2 separate regions of the Triticum aestivum genome follow, and region 2 is linked to region 1. A link is a contact called in public Hi-C data. All regions are on one chromosome and are shown on one strand. The core of a region is the stretch at or near the end of the contact, and the rest is flanking DNA. Distances in the headings are between cores, read along the strand shown.

Region 1 (6,992 bases), core at 4,149-6,648:
CCTCGGTGCAGGGCCGGTCCTGACATTTTGGGGACCCATTAAACATAAAAAATATAAATTTTGCCTCGGCTCTCGAGCATCCAAAAAATCTATGTATATTTACATAAATTTAGAAGCATCTCCAATGCACGCATATACATATTTCTAGGCTATTAATCTTGATCCACATTATTACCAAATCAAGAAAACAAGCAAATCAGGATGTTCGACAGCAAGTTATATACCTGTTCCATGTTGTAATAAAAAACTGGTTATGCCGAAAAAAGACTAGTTCTTGCAAAAAGAAATCTACTGAAATTTGCACACAAAAAAAGGTACTGAAACTGTTTTGGTGATACCTCAGCAACCATTAATCCAAACTGAGCAAATTGGATTCAATGGGAATGCAATCCATAAACATATGAATTTGATTTTTGCGTCGTCTCAAAATTAAGCACTAAGAGTGCAATTTTCAGGACACTAATCCCATCCAATGATTGGATTATCAAAAACAACTCTCGGCGTCAACTTCAATTAACAAACAACAAATTAGGAACTAAGGACTACGAGAAAGGTTACCTTTGAGATGTAGAAACAACAAATTAACAAACAACAATTTTTGATCGACTGTAAGCAGCACTCATCCGCTCTTCTAGCTCCTGTTCCAGGCTGCTGCTGCACATGCAAGTGATAAGGCGAGGCGAAGGCGCGAGGTCACACGACGATCAGGCGATGGCACGAGGCGGAACTCATCCATCGCCGACGCACGGTAGAGAATGGACACTATAGCAGACCGTGTTTTTTGAACATTTTTTCTTAAAATATGAATATGTCTCAAAAACACGAATAATTTTTGAAATTTCTAAACAATGTTTGAAAAATGTGAACATTTTAAAAAAATACGAGCATTTTTTTAAATTCTGAACACCTTTTGTAAATTTAAAACATTTTAAAAGCGCAAAAAAATGTTTTCAAAAAATGCTCAGTGCAACTAAAAAACGTTCATCATATGATAAAAAAGTTCATAAAATATATAAAAAATGTTCAGTGTATATTAAAAAAATTCATCGTATACTTTAAAATGTTCATCATTTAAAAAATGTTCAATATATACAGCAAAAAAAGTTCATCATATGTTAAAAGAAAATTAGTGTGTATTTGAAAAATTTCCACTGTGTACAAGAAAAAGTTCAGTGTGTATTTGCGAAAATGTTCATGGTATACTGGAAAACAAAGTTCACCATATAGTGCAAAAACTATAAAGAAAATTAAATCCCAAAAAACAGAAGAAAAACCAAAACCTGAAAATATAAAGAAAAAAACAGAAAAAAAGATAGAAACACTCGTTATGTGGACTGGCCCGTCAGGAGGAGTCTTCAGCGAAAAATCGACTATATGACGCACGTGGGCATCATATAGATATAGGATTCAATCTCAAATACACCAAACACAAAAGCCATCTTTAAAAAGAGTAGATTTTGTTTTCCCCATTGATTGGCTACTCATCCGAACAACTGGTAAGCTAAGGCGGGTTGAACAGAGCTACTGAATCAAACTTTAGTTCTGATATAGCATGTGATGGGCGTTTTGCTGGATTGCATGCATGCTCTTGCTGTTGACTTATTTATACTTGCGGAAATGAGAATCCAGGAACATGTTTTGTATTGTATCCGAGGTAAGTTGAAGATAATTCAACATGCATCTTGAGTTCTTAATGATCCTAGACTTGATATTTTCTCTATATTTTATTCTCTTTATAGTTTATAGTGCACTCATTTATTTCATTTTGTTCAAAAAAAAATCATGTTGTATGTTATTGTGTGCTTTCTACAAAGCCAAAAGCCCGTGGCAACGCGAGATGTATCTTTTAGTTATTATATACTCCATTTGTTCCATAATATAAGACGCTTTTTACTACAAAACTTGTGTGCTTTTTACATAGCTTGAAAAAAAGTCTTATATCATGAGACGGAAGGAGTACTTTTGTCCCTTTTATCTTTCTACTAGTTGAATGCCCGTGCGTTGCCACGGACACACAAAATATGAAGTATATGATGTGAAAAGATTACTCGACAAAGTGATAGCATGGACTTGGATATTTTAAATGAGTGCTTTTTATAGAATATATTTTGACAAAAAAACAATGTCATAGGTAATTCAAAATCTATGAACATGGACAAACTTGTATTTAAATGTAGATAATAACTAAATCATCCGTGAAATTAGCACATCCCTTAAAACACCATAGACACAAACAAATATGACGAAACAGTCACCTACATAGTACATACAAACCAAGTACGTGATAACTACACTTACAAATTGAAACACACAATCATGCATAATAGGCATAACCAATGTCTACTATCTCTACTACATGCGCCGAGCTTTCTTTGTATACATCCTGTGTCGGGGATCCTTTGTAGACAACTCGCTTGCTAGGAAAGCCCACCTCCACTCAATAAATTGCTGAACAAACTTCATATCAATCAACCCACCTATTATTTTCTGGCGAATATCTGCAAAAATATATATTATAAATGTTGCATTTAATAATATTTAAAATTTGTCTACATATGTTAATAACAATCGTAAGTAATTGATTTTTAGTTGATATTAAGTCATAACTACTCACCATCAAGTGCGCGTGCTGCAGTATGATCCGGGTTGAATGCAAGGGTGGTGTAATTTGAAGTTTCCAGATTTCCTATTGCCAAGATAAAAAAAATATTTAGGTTGACATAACAATACACTTCCTTAGAATATGCAATACATGTATTGGTATAGATGCTTCAATTACCGTATTTGCAATCCTTACGAAGCATAGTGGCAAGGACAATAGATTTATTGCCTTCAGTTGTTGACCACCTATATGAGTTCTGAATCAAGTTGCCACCCCAAATCCCAAAAACTATAAGTTTGCCCCTACAATGTGGAATTTTTTAAAATGGTAACCATGTCAAGGACTTTTTGAACTAATTTCGATTATTCGGTATAAAAGAGTTGGAACTATTATGTACCAACTACACATACCACATATCCATGAAGGTGACCTCTCTATGTATTTCAGCACCTGGGTATCCCCCAATGCGTTCATGTCCATCATAATGAACGACTATGCCAATTATGTCTGGGTCAATTATCATTAGTCAAAATTATATACCAAGATTATCTCTATGTTAGTAAGTATTATATGCTTGAATGCATACCTACGAAAGTGTTTCTTGGACACCTCTGAACTTCTTGGAACGGCATCAAATGCTTGGGATATGTTGGAAATTGAAGTGAGAGAGACTCAACAAATGTCCTTGCGTTGAAGGAACACTCATATGTGTGTTGAATGTATCTACACTCCAGTTCTTCAAAGTTAGGCCGCATAGTAACACCATGAATGATGTACTTACGACCCATGTGCAATGTAATATTGAATCTATTCACTAAATCTTTTCCGGCAACTATAGCCTCGATTTTGGCACCCTTAGAATTGTTTTAGGAAATGTTAGATGATGATAAAACAAATGTCTATTTTAGCAATCTAACATGCTTGAGACTTACAGTTTTGTCCATAAGAATGAAGTGAAGCTTATCACCACTCGGATTAACCGGGAATTTGACATCTACCCTCACGCAGATGCTACAAGTTCTGAATGTATCAGAATATTCGATGTCGTCGAAGTCTATGAATCTATAACAAATAGCTTAAATTAGCTAACAGGGTTTTCCTTTTCTTTCAAATATGAGAAAGCATGTTAAACTTACCTAGGCTCAACTGGGTTTTTTGTGAAGTTTGCAAATGTTCGCTGACGTCTAAGATTAATTGGCGCCATCTAATACAGTTTAACAAAATATGTCACATTTAAATTTGGAAGCAATAGAGTGGCAATAAGGATAGATACAAATCAATAAAATTCTAACACACATGCATAGTACCTCTAAAGTTTGCAATCGATGCCTATTGTTATTGACTTGTATGATAGCAAAATCTGTCAATTGCTGAAGTATATGGACTTTTTGAAATAGATGTCAATCATGCCATCCGATACAATAAGAACACAAAGAAATAGAAAAGCAATGGCAGACCACGAAATCTATAGTCATTTTTTTTTCATACCCAGAAGAAGAACTTGCTGGATTTTCGAATGCCGCCTCCAACTTCCTCCTATAAAACAACAGTAGAGCTTGAACCAGATTTCCTGGGAGCAAAGGACATGTGAAAACAAATGTTTTTAGAGAGGCCAATAACTGGACCAACAATAACTTGGAAAAGGAAAATTCATCAAAGTTGTACAACAGGACTACTAATATATATGTGGCCTGCAGCTGCCAAAGTAAAAGAACATCTTTGAGAAGTGAAAATTGCTCTTTGAGAAGTGAAAATTGTTCTTTTGTCGCTAGATTCGGCCATGGCGACGAGTGCTCTCCCACCATTTCACTTGCAGCTAATAAAGCTTAGCGGGAAGAATCAATGAATAATTGTTAAGGTATGCACATGCTGGCTCTCAGATTAATTTTTTTAATGGCTGAATTTATGTATGCATAGTATGAATATAACAACTGAACCACGGGCATTCAGGTAGTATAATATTTAAAAGAAAACTGCTATCAAGAAATGAAGCAACGTTGGTTCAAGCCTCTAAGATGCAAGGATTTACTTGGAGAAGCATAGATTGCTAAAGGAAAGAGCTGAGCTCCATATCTCTCTCATGCATTATTTGTTTCCATTACATCCAAAGAAACTGATTGGCGGGAATGTATGTTACCTTGTTGTGTGGCAGGTAACTTCTCTGTTTAGACCTGGCCTGTATGTGGAATGTCGCAGGTGACCGTGGATGATAAAAAGCGGCAGTTGCAGTAGAGCTGGATGCGCGTCGTGACCGGAATGCGGCGAGTCTGGCCTGGTCCACGCACCGCGAGTCGGAGCAGCGCCACACGCGGTGTCGCGCGCACCCAGCCGAATCACGTCGACCGCCACCGCCCCTTCACCACGCACCGAGGGCAGGCACGAAGCCGTCGTCCGCTCCACTGCCGCTGCTGATGCCGGCGCGAGGTGAAGACGGCAGCGGTGGCCCGATGAGTAAAAAGGAAGAGAGAATGAGGGAGAACTGAAGACAAGGGAGGTTTGCACCTTTTTATCATGCGGGGTGGGGAGATAACTGCCATAGCTCCACCATCGACGAGCTCCACGATCACATAGCAACGCTGACCGGCGGTTGCCAGTTTCGAGCTGACCGTTAGTTGCCATGGAGGAAATCGGGGAGGGGGGGTAAAGGGGGTGGGCGGGGAAAGAGGTGCCGCGGCGGAGGGGAAGCAGATCGGCCTGCGGCGGCGGACGGGGAAGCAGATCGGCTTGGAGCGGCGGACCGGGACGCGTATCGCCATGCGACGGCGGACGGGCTTGTTGGTCTCTCGTCCGGGGGAGGAAACAGTTCCACTTTTTTTAATCGGTTCGCAGGCCGAGTCTTTTTTTCCTGAGAGGTGCTATACACACGACAAAAATTACACGATAGCTAAACGACGATGGAATCCAGCCGCACATGCTTACACGACTGAGAACAGCAGTAGTCACTGGATTTGCTTGTCGTGCACAGGTCGGGCACAAGTATCGTGCGTGAAGCTGTTTCGTTTTTTCTTTGCATTTTGGGGGCGATTCGTAGGCTAAGTGCATATTGCCCAAGACTTTTTTTCGAAGAGTAAATATTGTGTCGGTAGATACCGACCGAGATTTTATAACAGAGGGAAAGAAATTTACATGCCTTTGCATATATTTGTTACCATCCCAGAGAGCATAAAATTGAAAATAAGATAATGAGTGCATCTGTCTTCAGATGAAGCTCAACTTTTTCCCCCTCCAATACATATTGCATCGCAAAAGCTTATAAATAAATAGCCACAACATATGGCAAATACGGAAAACAAATCCATGGAGATGAACAAATAAATTCTGATAAAATGAAACTATAGTCTGACTACCGATGCGTAGAGATCAAGTCCAGTTTATTATCTCTTATTAACTTCCTACTTCAGGCACTTGAGAATTTCTCGTACATCATACGGGGTATTGTCTTCAGCTTCATTCGCATGATACTCGAGCAAGTGTATCAACAAATTCTTTCTTAACTGATAACCATCCTGCATGTGCAATGTATGATGTTAGCATGCAATTTCGCTTCAAACTTTTTATGAACGTGTAATATAGAATACGCACCGTGCAAATTGGACGAACAAATTTGTTACCATGCCATGAGAGCATAAAATTGAAAACAAAATAACCAGATTCATCCCTGTAGATGAATACACCTATCATTATCTTGGGAGGTTATGACAATAAATATAAAATGTGCATATTGATTTTCAGAGTAACTTACCGGTCTACGCTCGTCGGAACATCAATTGGTGATTTACGTGGCCAGAAAAATGTATCAGACTTCCAACCCGGTTGTGCTAATTCGAGTGCATCATTCAGGTAGAATGCAACCCTCTGAAATTTTAATGCATATCTCTCTGAAGATAAGGACGGAATAAGTGGGTCCAAAATAGATACTTGACGGGCATGTTTGTCGATTGCGAACAAGATGAAGTGGCCGAGGAATGCATGAGGAAGCAATATCTACAAGTAACACTCATTTAGAACAAATGTTAATCACGACTACCATATAAAATAGACCAAACTTACCCAATTGCATGATGAGATGGTGTGGTCTATCTCAGTCGAGCTACGAAGCAATGATGCTAGCGCCTGAATATCTGGCTGTACCCGCGAATCTAAATCTCGTGCGGAAGCGAGGGCAGCTTCAATCACGGCCGTCTGGGTAAAAATGGTTAAGGAACATGATGGTGACAATGATAATAATAATTTGTGATGTGCGGTAACTTACATAAAATTGTAGATCCATAAAGCGCACGGGAGGATCTCTTGTCAGTAAGGCCTCGTCACTTGCAAGTATGCGTATAGCCATGTTGAAACAATCAATGTCCAACGGCTGGTCCCTGCGGAGTATACCTTGGATCCTTCT
Region 2 (6,721 bases), core at 608-3,107, 330 kb after region 1:
CGATTCGCATGGAGACGCGCCCGATCCGATCTGCGACGCGGCGGCGGCGGCGGAGGCGGCGCGGGCCGCAGGCGCGGCGGCAAGGCCTGTTCGGGCGGCGGCGCGCCATCTGCCTTTGGATCGGCGGTGGCGGCGTGGAGGGCCTGGTGGTAGCGTCGGTGGCACCTCCAGTCATATCTGTTCTGGACGGTGCAACCGACAGTGGTGGTCATCTCTTCCGCTAGAGGTGGTCGGTCCGTGGCTGGGTGGCCGGATCTCGAGATTCGCCATCTAGTCCCAGATACGAGTCGGGGAGACATAGTTGCCGGTGAAAACCGAGCCGTTGGCAGGCGATGGCGGCGTTTTTAGCCGTTACCTTGAAGGCATCGTCGTGTAACTGTTGTCGACCAACTCGTCCTGCTTCGGGGGAAACCCTAGGATCTGGTCTTTCAGATCGGACGATGGCGGTACTACGGTGCCGTTTCTCTTTTGGGAGCATCATTTGTGGAGCAGCGCTGGAAGACAGAGGCAGGAGGTGGAGCGGCTTCCTCTTGCACGGAGCTTCGGTGGAGCTGTCAAGTCATGCCTGGCCGACAGGTGCTACGCTGAGTCATGCCTGGTTGGCAGGTGCTACGCACGACAGATCTTTCAGAGTCTTCGTGTCTGGACGGACGAGCGCAGGGCGGTAGCGCCGTGGTGGCGTCAACGGATGTCCGGATTGGCAAGGATGATGCGGACTCTCTCTCCTGAAGATGGATCAGTGGTCCGATGATGATGGCGGTTCCTAAAACGTGTGCAAGTGGTGTGCGTTTTAGGTAGGCTGCACCGGATGTTGGTCCCGATACGTTATGTGGATGGATTGGCAACGACACCGGTTTAGATATGGGGAGTGAGGGCACTCCACATTATCGAGTCTATAGGTGTGAGTGGTGGCTTCGGGTGGATTGATGTATATTCTTGTCAGTTCTTTGTGAAATAATTAATAAAGATGGCTGCATGCATCGATTGATGCAAAGGCCGGGGGTTAACCTCCTTCTCTAAAAAAAATACACTCACTCCTATAAATGCAGGCACACACATCCTATCCATATGAATACTTTTGAGAGACCGAGTCGGCATAACATTTTGAGATTTTACAAAGTCATCATAGAATCCTCGCAGTCGACGGAAACATTTTCTCCCACTGAACAAACATCATCGGAAGACTGAAATAAATCCAGGAATAGTGCAAGCACCACTGTAAGTTTAGGACTTGAACCCTAATGTGTTGGGGATAACACTTTCTTTTTAACCATCCAACCACAGATTGACTGACCCCAAAAAAAGTTGTTGACTGTGCTGGCACACGTGCATAAGAGACGGATAAAACTTGTTCGGTTTAAAAAATCAAGGGGAAATATATAGTGACAGTCGGATTCAAGGATTATGTATTCCGCAAAAAAAATCAAGGATTATGTTTTCAAAAAAGAAATATCAAGGAAGTGTTTTTTCGGCCATAGTCGAGGGACTATAAATACTTCCATGTGTTTGAAAACCACACGCGAAATTGGTGTGCCGCCTTGTCGTCTTTACATTTTGCACTTCATGGAGTAGGGTAGCCCTCCAAGCTTCTGGTTTCTTAAATCTTAGTTGCGCCATATGTCAACCGCAAGCAAACGAAGGATAATTTCCGTGCCGAGCAGGGTATCTGACTTGGAGTGGTTCGCATCCTCCGAGCTAACTCTCTGCACGGCTATTGCTTACAAAATACTACTAACTCTTCTTCACAGTTCATTTATAAGCGTGCGTCGCCATCTGCCTGTATTTGAAGGCGTGGAAGGGTGGTGTGTGATGTAGACTCTAGTCTCACCTGCACCGCTACTTGGAATAGTACAAAATCTGGCGTCAAAAACGAATACTCGGAACACAAATCTGCACCCGGAAACGCCGCGGCCGCGCGCTCCATCGAATCGACGCCGCAGCTTTCACCTTCGAGGACGAAAACGATGACCAGCTCGCCGCCATCACCCGGGGGCGGAAGAGGTGCTTCGAGACCAGACTGGTCGGGCATAGGTTGCTGTCAACCGAGCCCTCCAGGACAAGAATATCCCGGGATTGGTTTTTTATCCTCTCGGATTTATTTATAGCTAGGAATTCAGAGAGGACCCCCCCCCCCCCCCCCCCCCCCCCCCCCCGCCCTCTCCAACGATGAAACGATGCATGAACAATGGCGATCGCGGCCTCCATTTTTGTTCCCTGGTTTGGAATCGACAGCTATTGAATTCTATGCACAGTGTCATCAAAACTGGCAGTTCTGGTTAGACCGTAGCTAAAAATGATCTGCCGAAAGCAAAGCCTGTCATCGAGGAATATATGCTTATTACACCTTAACCAAACATGCATAAGTGGGCGCATTTCTTTTCTGAAGAAAAATGCACAATGTTTGGATTCTCCCGCGACATCGCTTGTTATCTGAAAGCGACTCCTTGTGCTTTGTTCCGGTAAATCTGTACTGCAATTCTCTCTCGCAAAACAAAGAAAGAAATCTGCACTGCAATCCCGGGAAAAAGGTTTATTTCCGGTATCTATTCGATCGGGGAAAATGCTAGCGCAGGCCCACGCACGTCTAGCTAATACTAGCTTTCTGCCGGTGTCCCCGGCTGAACCAGGGCGAGCTTTGGAGCTGGAATTGCATCTGGACACACCGGAAAGCGTAAAATGGCATCCAAGCTTTTCCTAACCAGAGATAGATTGATGCGTTCTCTGTTAGATCAACAACAGTAGCTCCAAGGCATAGAAACTCGGAGATTTAAGGGCAAATATATTGGTATATCCTGCCCATTACATGCCTTTATGTAAGAAGAACATATGCGCTTACGACCGATGGCCTAACATGATCTGTGAAGAATCCCCAAACATATGCAGATGTGCTACTTATATATAGATTAAACATTGACAATTTCCTGTTGTTTGGCTTGAAAAAATAACGACCACTGACCCTTAGATGTTAAGAAATCAACAAGTCCGAAATTCCCATGTTTGAGAAAGTAAGAATTGCCAGGCCTCCCTAAGAAATATCGGCCATGGTGACCTACTACTGACTGGTAAGAGCAGAACACAAAATCCTTCCTAGTGAAGTCCTGCAGTGAAGGCACATAAGACAACACCATCTGCTACAGAAATAAAATGGTGCATTGCAGCATATATTTTATTCATAGAAGCCTTCGACAAGAAGATGAGACATATGGCTTCTCCAAGAAAGTTTCCACGCAAAAGCAAAGGGATACTGATCAACTATCACAGGAAGATGGTGTCATTGGTAGGCAGGGGAGTGGCAAAGGCACTCACATCTGCCGTAAGCAAAGCATTGTTACGCTAATTTTTGCCAGGATAAGCATAGCGCGACGGGTCAGAAAGATAGCCGGCAAACAGTTCACACTTCCTAATACCCCATTAGATTATACTACCATGTCTTTTTTATGCTGATGCAACAGAGGGCGCCATCACCTGTAAAGAGCTTTCATGTGTTGGTGTTGGCTTATTACGTGGTCACCTTTCTAGTCTTATCTAGATATGTGCAAGTGAATGAAATTAGACATCCTAAATTTGACGAGTGTGAGGGCACTGCTGCATGGGAACGTAATTTCCATCTTACCAAACATAACAGGTGTGTGTCCACGGGGAAATTGTACTTACATTCACTGTCGTTTTGTTCTCTCGTCAACGCTGAAGAATATCCGACTTCTTTACTTTGGTAACTAGCATTATTCGTGGATTTTTGTGTGTGTGTGTGTGTTGTGTGTGTGTGCGTGTGTGGAAAAACAGTTTCTTCATGCTTCAGAACTCACACGGAAAAAGAAGTTGCTATAAACATATTGATAGTTCACATGGAAGAAATGGAATGGAAAGAGTAATGTTACACCAGCGGGGAATTGAGTTACCGGTTCAACGAACTGTTAGAGCAACTCTAGCAGACCCCCGCAAAAAAGCCCCGACCCGCAAAATAACCGTCAAAATGCGGGTCGGCGCGGAAAATCTTGTCCGAACAGACCCGCAAACGCAGCCGACCCATTAAAATTTTTGAGGGACGCGGCAAAATCTCGGCCCCAACCCATGAATACGTGGGTTTCCGCCTCGCCCCTACGGTGCCCCGTATCGCAATGAAGCGGTTGGCGCGAGGGACATTTCAGCCCGCACCCTTTCCCCACCTCCTTCCGCCGCCGCCAGCCATTGGTTCCGCCCATCCGCCGCCGACGATTCCGGCCAAATCTGCGGGCGGAATCGCGCCGCGGGGGCGTCCCCCACCCTCCAGCACCGATACGCTGCACCGCCCTCGGATCCGGCGAGAAGAGCCGCCCCTCGTCGTTGTCGCCGCCGGGGATCGACCGCCCTCGAGCCCGCCCCTCGTCGCCGCCCGGGATCACCCGCCCCACGAGCCGCCGGTTAGTGTTTGTTTGTGCTTTGTGCCTCGGATGTTGAGACGCTGCTTGCAAACTTTCGGCAGCAGACGTTTGTGATGGCTCTTGCCGTGAAGGAGCACGAAGACGAGAACCGGAAGAGGCGGCGAGGATCTACCATCGGGCGTCTTTGCATTCCTCGGAATCGCCATCTCGGGAACGAGATGTTGATGCAAGACTACTTCGCGGAGAATCCAACATATCCACCGCACCTCTTCCGGAGAAGGTACCGAATGCGCCGATCCCTCTTTGTGAAAATTGTTCAAGCTTGCGAGGCAAATTGTCGGTATTTTACTCAAAGAAGAAATGTTGCGGGCTTAAAGGGATTTAGTGCATATCAAAAAAAATCTCGGCAGCTATGCGGGTGATTGCATATGGCGTTCTGGCTGACTATGCCGATGAGTACCTTCGCATTGGTGAAGATACCACAATTGAGTCAGTGCGTAGATTTGCCAAAGTGATCATCCGTGTCTTTGGTCCTGAATATTTTCGGGCACCCAACGAGGATGACACAAAGAAATTGATGGCATCTAATGAGAGGAGAGGTTGGCCTGGCATGCTAGGTAGCATTGATTGTATGCATTGGACTTGGAAAATTTGCCCGAAGGCATGGCAGGGAATGTATTGTGGCAAGTCTCGTGATGCAACAAATGTGCTAGAGGCCGTAGCATCCGAGAATTTGTGGATTTGGCATTGCTTCTTTGGTATGCTGGGCACTCTCAATGATATCAATGTGTTGCAATGGTCTCATTTGTTTGCTAGGCTTGCTAGTGGTGATGCTCCTGCTTGCAATTACACTATCAATTGGCATGAATACACAAAAGGGTACTATCTTGCAGATGGTATATACCCTCCTTGGTGCATATTTGTCAAGAGCATCAAAGAACCCAAAACTAGAAAACAAGAGGGGGGCATTGATATTTGCGGGCCAGTGGCAGTGGCGCAAGAGCAGACCCCGCAAAGCCGACCCGTAAAAAAGTATATTCCGGGAATATCCTTTTCTACGGGTCGGCTTTGCGGGGTCTGCCTCGGCGGCCGTCTGCGCCGCCCGCAAAGCCGTCTTTCCGCGAACTGCAAACCGTTTTGCGGGTCGGCGGGATGCGGGGTCTGCTAGAGATGCTCTTAAGATGGACCAACAGGATTTTGGGAGGAAGGTCGAGCTGAAACTTGGCCGTGTGGGGGGGGGGGGCAAGAAAGTTAGTTTTGAGGAGATTCTGTGTATTGGGACTGTGTGTAGTTTTCAAAATGAAATATGCCGATTCTTATTTATATGGCTAACTAAACATAAATATAATGAATTAAAAGCAATCATGAAATATTCAAGAGAACATGATTGGAACAAAAAAAAAGCATAATACAAACAACTCAATGTGCCACACCCAATGCTGAAATGAACCTGGTTTGGTAAAATGAAAATACATTTTGAACTTTCAAAAATCATGGGAAATCACATGTACTTGTAGACGTTCAATATGTTTTTATATAATTTCATCAAGAATTTCAACGCGAGTTGGATGCTAGCCTCACCTGGGGGAGCGCCATATTGAGTTGGCCTAACTCGCCGGAGACCACAACCTCGTTCATGCTTTTTGTTTTCAATTCTTGCTTTATTTTTTATATGTAGACTCTCTCTCTCTCTCTCTCTCTCTCTCTCTCCATTAAACATTTGAATAATGTTATTGTATATAAACAAAATATTTCTCATGTATACGAAAAAATATCAAAAAGCATAATGTGTATAAAAAATGTGATCATGTATTTTAAAAATATTAAATAAGCATTTGAAAAATCTTAATCATGCATTTAAATTTTCTTAAATGAGTATACAAATGATTTCCATGTATTACGAAAATGTTAATTTTGTATTTGAAAATATTAATCAACCATTTTGAAAAATATTAAAAGTATATTTAAAATGTTGACCATGTATTTAAAAATGTTAATATTTTATTTGAAAAATACTAACCAAAAATTAGAAAAATATTTAAAATATGCATAAAAAATGTTGATCATGTATTCAAAAAATGTTAAGCTTGTATTTAAACATATAAATGTGTATTAAAAAATGTAATATATATGCCAAAAATTTACAATGTGTATGGAAAATATAGATATAAACAATATAAGATTTATGAAAAATCATGTATTTTAAAAATGTCAAACGCGTATATAAAAATGTTTCTGTTGTATGAGAAACTTGTTAAAGTGTAATGAAAAGCAAGAAAAACGATAAAAAGAGAAGGAAACCAAGAAAGAAGAGAAACCCAAGAAAGCCGAGAAAGGAAGAAAATAAGAAAAGAAAAAAA

The links. Hi-C and Micro-C count contacts between places; a contact is called where the count stands out from the background.
Region 2: a contact with region 1 is called in a Hi-C map of leaf, with 3 times the contacts expected there. The contact joins the enhancer-like site here to the promoter of LOC123181347 in region 1. A contact is called at or near these places in 2 of 5 Hi-C or Micro-C datasets (both in leaf).

What each region holds. Positions count from the first base shown.
Region 1 is chr1D:258,811,021-258,818,012 of IWGSC CS RefSeq v2.1, forward strand. It overlaps LOC123181347, which reads right to left and starts at 5,399. Exons shown (of 10, transcript XM_044593606.1): 1 at 4,740-5,399; 2 at 4,091-4,172; 3 at 3,910-3,986; 4 at 3,739-3,806; 5 at 3,535-3,664; 6 at 3,189-3,456; 7 at 3,013-3,109; 8 at 2,780-2,904; 9 at 2,615-2,686; 10 at 2,143-2,498. The coding sequence starts at 3,806. The coding sequence ends at 2,353. It overlaps LOC123181349 (a long non-coding RNA gene), which reads right to left. Exons shown (of 13, transcript XR_006491645.1): 9 at 6,855-6,992; 10 at 6,653-6,784; 11 at 6,345-6,586; 12 at 6,185-6,260; 13 at 5,771-6,108.
Region 2 is chr1D:259,142,739-259,149,459 of IWGSC CS RefSeq v2.1, forward strand. No RefSeq gene overlaps it. Among protein-coding and RNA genes, the nearest start is that of LOC123181351, 190 kb to the right of the region's middle. Within about 2 kb of position 1,858, at least 2 of the 8 cell types and tissues checked have an H3K27ac peak or open chromatin away from gene starts, as enhancers often do. A contact at or near this core is called in leaf, where this site is marked.